Linked DNA regions of Mus musculus: region 1 is linked to region 2. A link is a contact called in public ChIA-PET data. All regions are on one chromosome and are shown on one strand. The core of a region is the stretch at or near the end of the contact, and the rest is flanking DNA. Distances in the headings are between cores, read along the strand shown.

What was found. ChIA-PET counts read pairs in DNA pulled down with a chosen protein or histone mark.
Region 1: an RNA polymerase II ChIA-PET map of memory CD8 T cells shows a contact between it and region 2, with 35 read pairs. The contact joins the enhancer-like site here to the promoter of Rfc1 in region 2. A contact is called at or near these places in 9 of 39 promoter capture datasets (the 3T3-L1 cell line, 3T3-L1-derived adipocytes, the HPC-7 cell line and 5 more), 2 of 484 Hi-C or Micro-C datasets (embryonic stem cells and pre-B cells), 3 of 115 datasets of contacts at active chromatin or transcription factors (the SCID.adh cell line, effector CD8 T cells and memory CD8 T cells) and 3 of 9 other capture datasets (adipose tissue, liver and pancreatic islet).

What each region holds. Positions count from the first base shown.
Region 1 is chr5:65,215,287-65,219,199 of GRCm38.p6, forward strand. Wdr19 (WD repeat domain 19) reads left to right here. Exons shown (of 37, transcript NM_153391.2): 6 at 517-632. Among named protein-coding and RNA genes, the nearest start is that of Wdr19, 18 kb to the left of the region's middle. Within about 2 kb of position 2,240, at least 32 of the 459 cell types and tissues checked have an H3K27ac peak or open chromatin away from gene starts, as enhancers often do. A contact at or near this core is called in the HPC-7 cell line, the SCID.adh cell line, effector CD8 T cells and 2 more, where this site is marked.
Region 2 is chr5:65,334,031-65,337,733 of GRCm38.p6, forward strand. Rfc1 (replication factor C (activator 1) 1) reads right to left here and starts at 1,609. Exons shown (of 25, transcript NM_001347357.1): 1 at 1,494-1,609. The coding sequence starts at 1,496.

The DNA.
Region 1 (3,913 bases), core at 990-3,489, 120 kb before region 2:
TACAGAGGGACCCTGTATATTACAAGCTTGGTTCTGTGATGAATCAACAAAATTTGTAGAGGAATACATTGTTCCCTGATAAGACCTGTTTATATTATCCAGACAAAAAGTTGTTATATAGGGCTGGTGAGATGGCTCAGTGGGTAAGAGCACCCGACTGCTCTTCCGAAGGTCCAGAGTTCAAATCCCAGCAACCACATGGTGGCTCACAACCATCTGTAACAAGATCTGACGCCCTCTTCTGGAGTGTCTGAAGACAGCTATAGTGTACTTACATATAATAAATAAAAATAAATCTTTAAAAAAAAAAAAAGTTGTTATATACCGTTATTTTACTTTCTAGCTTAGTGATGATGGATTTGATATAAATTTGCATAGACACTAAGGGCTTTCGTGGGAGTAGAATCTCTTGTCTGTTCAGTCCCATGGCACATAAGATTAGCATAACTAATTTTTTATTTATCTGTTTTGAGAAGTCCACATGTCAGCAAAAATTGCCTTTTTTTTTTTCTTCAGGAAAACATACTAAGAAAATCACATGTGGATGTTGGAATTCAGAGAATCTCCTTGCTTTGGGAGGTGAAGATAAAATGATTACAGTTAGTAACCAGGAAGGCGACACAATAAGACAGGTAACACGCCACCATCTCTCTATGTGAGATGTTCATTTTTCCTTGTGGTAAACAGTTTTATGTCAGATTAATGTATAAAAGTTTATTTAAGTCACTGTGGAATATGCTTATAATTCCATATTTTTAAAGATGCTGATTTATTTTACTTTTGGTGTATGAGTGTTTGCCTGCAGTTATGTGTGTATACCGTGTGCATGCTTGGTGACCACTGAAGTCAGAAGAGGGTGTCGTCAGGTTTCCTGGAATTGGAGTTACAGATGTTTACTAGCCATCTGTGGGCACTGGGAACTGACCCTGGGTCCTCTGCAAGAGCAACAAGTGCTTCTAACTACTACGCCAGCTCTCCAGCCCCCAGTTTTATGTTTTAAGGATCAGAAACCTTTGTCTGTTCCCATGCATCCATACACACACACAGCACCCAGATACAAGTGGGCACACAAACTTTCACACTTGCATACGCACACACACACTCACACACACACACACACACACAAATCCTTTTTTACTAGGATTTTTTTCTTTAAGATTAATAAGTTAGCTATTAAAGGAAATATATTTTCCCCTTTGATATCAAATGGATTATCAGCTCTGTGGTTTCAGACAGTATGTTTGTGAAGTTTTATGCATGCATGCTGATAAAATGGTAAGAACTAGAGAACTGTGGACTCCAAATCAGGCTTCCTGAGTCTAAAGCTTTAATGGATATACCTTTAATGGATATGTTAAATAGTTTCCAAAGGAATCCTGACTAAATCTCAATTAAGATGAATTCCTTCTTCTGTTGAAATTTCCCAAACTTGATTTGATCCTAAGAGGATCTCTTCTTCAGAGAATCTGCATTGTCAATGGCTACCTAGCATCACCACTGGGAAAATTATTCCATGAACCACTATCTATTCCTCAGTACCCTGGTGTACTGTCTTTACAGTCCATACCTCAGTGCCCTACTGTACTGTCTGAACTAGGCTGCACTGACTGAAATACTCTTGGAATATCTGCTTAGGCACAGCACACAGATAAACCTTCCTTGGTCTGTACTGTACAGACAGTTGGAAATGTGATGTATTTGTCAGCTGTTGTTGTATAACAAAATATCTCAAAATGTAGGAGCTTGAAACATCAGTGTTTCATTGTTGTTGACAAGGAATCCAGATGCAGCTTCTTGGAGTGCCTCTGCCTCAGAATCTCCCACAAGGCCGTTTCTAAGCTCACTCACGTAGTGGTTGGTAGAGTTCAGCTCCTTGCAGATTTCTGTTCCTATACAGACTCACTCTATCCACTGTAAGTCCTGATTCCCTACCATGTGGATCTCTCCCATGGAGTGTGCTGGAGTTGAATGTGGTTTATCACCCAAGGTTTCGTTGTCTGAAGTTTGGTCTCTCGTCTACATACTGTGGGGACGTAGGGGAACCTTGGAGGAGTTGGAGCCTAGTAGGAGGTGATGGAGTGTGGACAGGAAGGAATTCATGTAGCTCTCTTGGGACTCTTATTTACAATTAAGCAAAGGTTGTTATGAAAGGTTCTTCACCTTCACGGGACTTTCCTATTCACACACACTCCTGCCGTGATACTAGGTAGTCTTCTAAAAGACACATGGCCTTTCATGATGAGTTACCAAATTTTGTGGTCCAGCTTTTATGCTTTATAGCTTTGGGAGGTGGTAACAACCAGTACACTTTAGACTGTGAATCTTTAAAAGACAGAAGACAACCTGAATAAGGCAGAGTGTGGGCAAATGTTATCACAGAGGTTGGGAGTGTGGCTCAGTTCACGAGGCTCTGTGCTCAGTCCTTAGGACCAGTAAATAAGTAAGTAAATAGTAACAGAATTATAAGTTTCGAATTATAGGGACTGTAAGAACATGACAGTTGTCGTGTTGTGGTTTCCTGTCTTTCTCATGTAGCAGTAAGGAAGTGGGTGGGTTACCCAGAATGCCATCTCCCTTCCATCTTAGCTTCTGGCCTTTTCCAGGACGCATCCTTACCTGCCAGCTGAAAGCTCCTGCCTCAGGGTTCTGTCTGCATTTCAGCCCCGGGAAAGGGAGAGAGGGAGGCAAAACATTAGAAATTAGTGGAGAAGCTGAGCCAAAAGCAGCCTTGTTGGTTTCCTTTCCTGTCATAGCCCAGCCATATGGTCACACCCACACGTGTGCTTGTGCACGCGTGCACATATGGTGGACATGAGTACACATGTGTGCTACAGCATGTGAATGGAGATCAGAGAACAATTTTGTGGGGTCAGTTCTCTCCTTCTGCCTTTATATGGAATCTGGGACTTAAGCTCAGGTCATTGGGTACATATGCTAAACACTTTTTGTCCACCCAGCCAAGTCACTGCCTCAAACTAGTATACTTTCTAAGATTCTTCTGGCCTTCTCAACGCTGTTTGCTCCGACATGAGCTCTAGTCACCTTGCAGTTTTGATCATTCTATTCTGCTGCCCTTTAGAAACAGAACATTAGATGCACTGTTTACTGCTGCCCCGCCCCCAATTCAGGTGCCCACACTGGACATCCCTGGTGTGTTCTTGCAGTTTTTGGTCCCCTGAGTCATGAATGACCTTGGGATACTTTTTTCTACAGAGCATCACAGGAGATCATTACGTCTTGCCAGTATTTGCATACAAGATAACTGTTTGCACTTTCTAACCTTAAGAAGTCTCCTTCTCAAAGTAGGCATACCACAGAAAGTGTCACTTGTAGGCAAAGCATACCGCGCACGTCTTGTCTCTTTTGCTGTGTGTCTGCTGTGGTTCAGAAAGTCATCCCTCTGTCATTTCTGTTCGCCCTGCTCAGCATCTATCTTGCTTCTGGAGGCTAGAGACTGTTCCGGTGGCTCTGTCTTGTCTTGGTTGTGCAGCTTTAGGGGTTGAACCTAGAGCTGTGTGCTGTGCCAGCGCCCTAACCCTGAGCTGCACCCCAGGCCATTATCCTTTGCATTTGAGACAAGGCCTCCCTTTGTAGCTCAGGCTGCCCTGGAACTCATTACAGAACCCAGGCTGGTTTTAAACACATGGCCATCCCTCTGCCTCGACCTCCTGGAAGTCTTAAATTGTGAAAATTCTATATTTTGCTTTTAGAAAATACTTGGTAGTTCTTTTAAAACTCTGCTTGAAATATCTGGAAAGGCAATCTACACATGTATAAAATAATTAACACACGGTAATGATGAAACAGTATTACAGAATATGAGAGCCACACTGAGACATCATTGCTCATCTGTCACACTGAGAGGTGACATATGACATGACCACTTGTTCTATTGGGGAAGCTGTAGATAAAA
Region 2 (3,703 bases), core at 359-2,858:
GAACTCACTCTGTAGAGCTGGCTGGCCTCAAACTTATAGAGATCCACCTGCCTCTGCCTCCCAGGTGCTGTGATTAAAGTCATGCACCACCAATGAACTGGAGAGGTATGACTGAAGAGATGTCTCAGGAGTTAGAGTACTTGCTGCTCTTTCAGAGGACATGAGTTCAACTCCAATTCCAAAGGGTTCAACACCCTCTTCTGGCCTCTGATGGCATCAGGCATGCATAGTCACAGAAATATACTCAGACACAACATACACGTTACAAGTCAAATAAGAATGTATTGGACTTGGGGGCTGAACAAATGGTTCAGTGGTTAAGAGTGCATATTGTTCTTTGCAGAGACCCTGACTTCCAGAACTAACACCCACAGAAAGCAGCTCAAAACCACCTGTAACACCACCTCTGGAGGATCTGACACACTCTTCTGGCTACCATGGGCCTTCAAACATATGTGTGCATACACAAACTATGTGTGCATATACAAACACAGATACACATAACTAAAATAAGAATAAATATTTTCCAAAACAACACTTCAGATGAATTTCTAGACGGTATTTAAAGCAAACTCACATATTATCCCGAAAATAAAAAGGCCGACTCTGGGTGGCTACCATCACTATCTTTTTTCCCCAAAGAATAAAAAACAGAGAGCTGAAACTTTTTCCAGTTTGGTGTAACACTTTTCTCCCCTGCATGCTGGTGTTCTGACAAGCTTAAGAATAATAAAAGTGTGTGTAAGTGTGATTGTTAAATATCTTGTAGATTAGCTGAACATCTTCAGTGGTCCAGTAAATTAAAAATTATTTCCAACTTGTATCTGTCTCCTATGCCAGGGACTTTCAAACAATTTCACTTTCAAACTATTTGAATGTCCACTACATTGAATTATTGAAGTTGGAACTGAGGTTTAAAAAAAAAAAAAACTACTTATCGTAACAGGTGATAAGAGATGACAGCTGTCAAATACAGAACATCCGTCTGTACTCGCCGTGTTTTTATTCCTGGTAAACCAGGATCCGCTCAACTCCTATAAATTATTCTAAACAAAATAAACAAATAAACTTCCTTGTGTCACAGCTGACACTCGCTTCCAGGAAGCTGATTCAAGCTGAAGGCCCGAGCAAACTTCTCCCTGCGAAAGCCAAGTGTGACATTCTTCCACGCAAAGCTTGAAGTCGGGACTTTAGGAAGCACTCCAACAGAGATGATTTGGGACAAGGCTGTACACGAAAGTAACTTTTAACGCCCCGTCCAAATCAACTTTCTTCTTCCTTCCTCCCTTCCCCCAAGAGTCGGGGGGGTGGGGATGTGAAATTGCCGCGTAGCAGCCACCTCCCTGCAGCTGCGTCCCTGGTGCGCCCCGCACCCTAAGCCGGGCCCCTCGGAGCCCTCTGCATCGTCCTCCCCATCCCGCACCGCGGCGGCGCCCCGTTCACACCCCCGCCTGCAAAGCCTCTGTAGCTGCACGGCCTCCCGGGCGGCTCACCATCGCAGCCCCACGACCGAACAGGAGCAGGTGGGCAGGCCCGTGGCTGGGGTAATTCGTTATCGGGGCTCGGGATCCATTGGCGCCAACAACTTCTCCCGCGAAGTAGCAGAAGCGCGGGCGGCGGCGCGCGGCGATGACGTCGGAGGCGCGCGTTCCCCGCGGCCCCGCCCCGAGGCGGGAGCTGCGCACTGGGTGCAGGACCACAGCCCTAGCAACCGGAGGGTTGCTACCTTGTAGGACGGCGAGTGCGCGTGCGATCGTGGCCGGGAGACGCCCAATTTGGGATCTGAGGCTGACTTCCTCTAAGCCGGGTTCCCAGGTGGCTTCCTTCCTGCAGTACACGCACGTGCTGCAAGGGCAGTGCTCTGTAGCCGCTTCCAGAAGTTCTTACTGCCACCACGGTAGGATGAAGTGTATTCGATGCGCCCCGCAAAGGTCAACTGTTCTCATCAAACTTTACACTGATTTATTTTATTTTTAATGTTTGACCTATTGATTTTGGCTCAAACTAACAGACCCTTAGTGAATGGACATTTTTTTTAACTTTTTAATACATTTATCTATTGAAGATGGAATGACAAGCTGTGGTCAGAGAACAACTTTCAGGGAACCTTCCATCACGTGGGTATATGTTTGCATTTAACGGACTGTTTACAGTAAAGGCATTTTGTTTGTTTGGGGGGGTTGTTTTTCTGAGGCAGAAGATCATGTGACTTGTCCAGGTCCCAAACTCCTTATGTAGCTGAGAATGACCTTGAACTTCTGATTTCTCTACTGCCTCCCAAACGCTGAAATCTCAGATATATGCCAACACTCCTGCTTTACACGATGCAAGGGATCAAACTCAGAGCTACTGTGAATGCATGCAACCAACTGGGCAACCCTCAGCCCCAATGTCTTTGCTCTAAAACTACCAAGCTAAGAGAACTAGCCCCCGGGACTGGAGAGATGGCTCAGCGGTTAAGATCACTGACTGCTCTTCCAAAGGTCCTGAGTTCAAATCCCAGCAACCACATGGTGGCTCAAAACCATCCGTAATGAAATCTGATGCCCTCTTTTGGAGTGTCTGAGGTCAACTACAGTGTACTTACATATAATAAATAAATCTAAGAAAGAAAGACAGGAAGGAAGGAAGGAAGAAAACTAGCCCCTTAATTCCTTCCTAAAGCTTCATTAAGTCTCTTAAAGAATAGTCAAATCTTTGACATAACCAAGACACGCCCACACAGGGGAAAAAAAAAAAAAAAACAAGAAAAGATTTAGGATAAGCAAGCTTTGGAAGCTGCTCTTGCTATGAAACTCTAGTGGGCCTGCCTCCACCACCCCACTGCTGGGATTATAGGGGTGGTAGCCCACACCTGGCCAGCAAGTTTCCTATGAGTAAATGAGCAACCTGGTTGTGGAATAGAAATTAACAATTGCATATAACTTTAAGAGAAAACGTGACTATCAAAGAATTTAGTGTAGAGGGCAGTATCAAACTTTGGCCTTGAACTTTGAAATCTTTTTCTAACCACTTCTTGTTGGGTCTTGTCATTTTATGACACCATATCTACTGGGAAAGACAGTAAAGCCTTCAGGAATACAAGAGTTTGTATTTAAGTAGATGTCTATTGCAACATAATTTTGGTTTTTTGAGTGAGGATTTCTCTATGTATTCCTGGCTGGCCTGGAACACAATATGGATTCGCCTGCCTCTGCTTCCCTGAGTCTGGGATTAAAGGTGAGTACCATACTCTGCATTTTTTGTAACATGTAACCCACATGCATTTTTTGCACTGTTCTGGGTTAAAATTCACCAACAATAATAATCCCCAACTTAGAAACAAGTGAACAGTCACTGGTGAGAAGGACTTCCCTGCTTAGGTCCCTCTGAAGCCATTCGTTCAGTTCCTGCTCTACTATGTAATAGTTACAAGACCATAGAGAAGTAATTGTGACTCAGGGTCCTCATCTGTTAAGACACAACTATTTCTGCCACATATCAAGTAGTAATAGCATTCTCTGATGGTGCTGGTGCTGGTGCTGGTGGCGGCAGCAGCAATGGTGGTTACTTGATTTGGTTTGAGTTCAATTCAGACAGTCTCAGTGTATAACCCAGGTTAGTCTCAAACTTGAGATCCTCCTGACTCACCCCCCTCCCCCGCCCCCAGTACTAGGATTACAGGCATGCACCATTATATGTGGATGACCACAGTGTTTTTAAG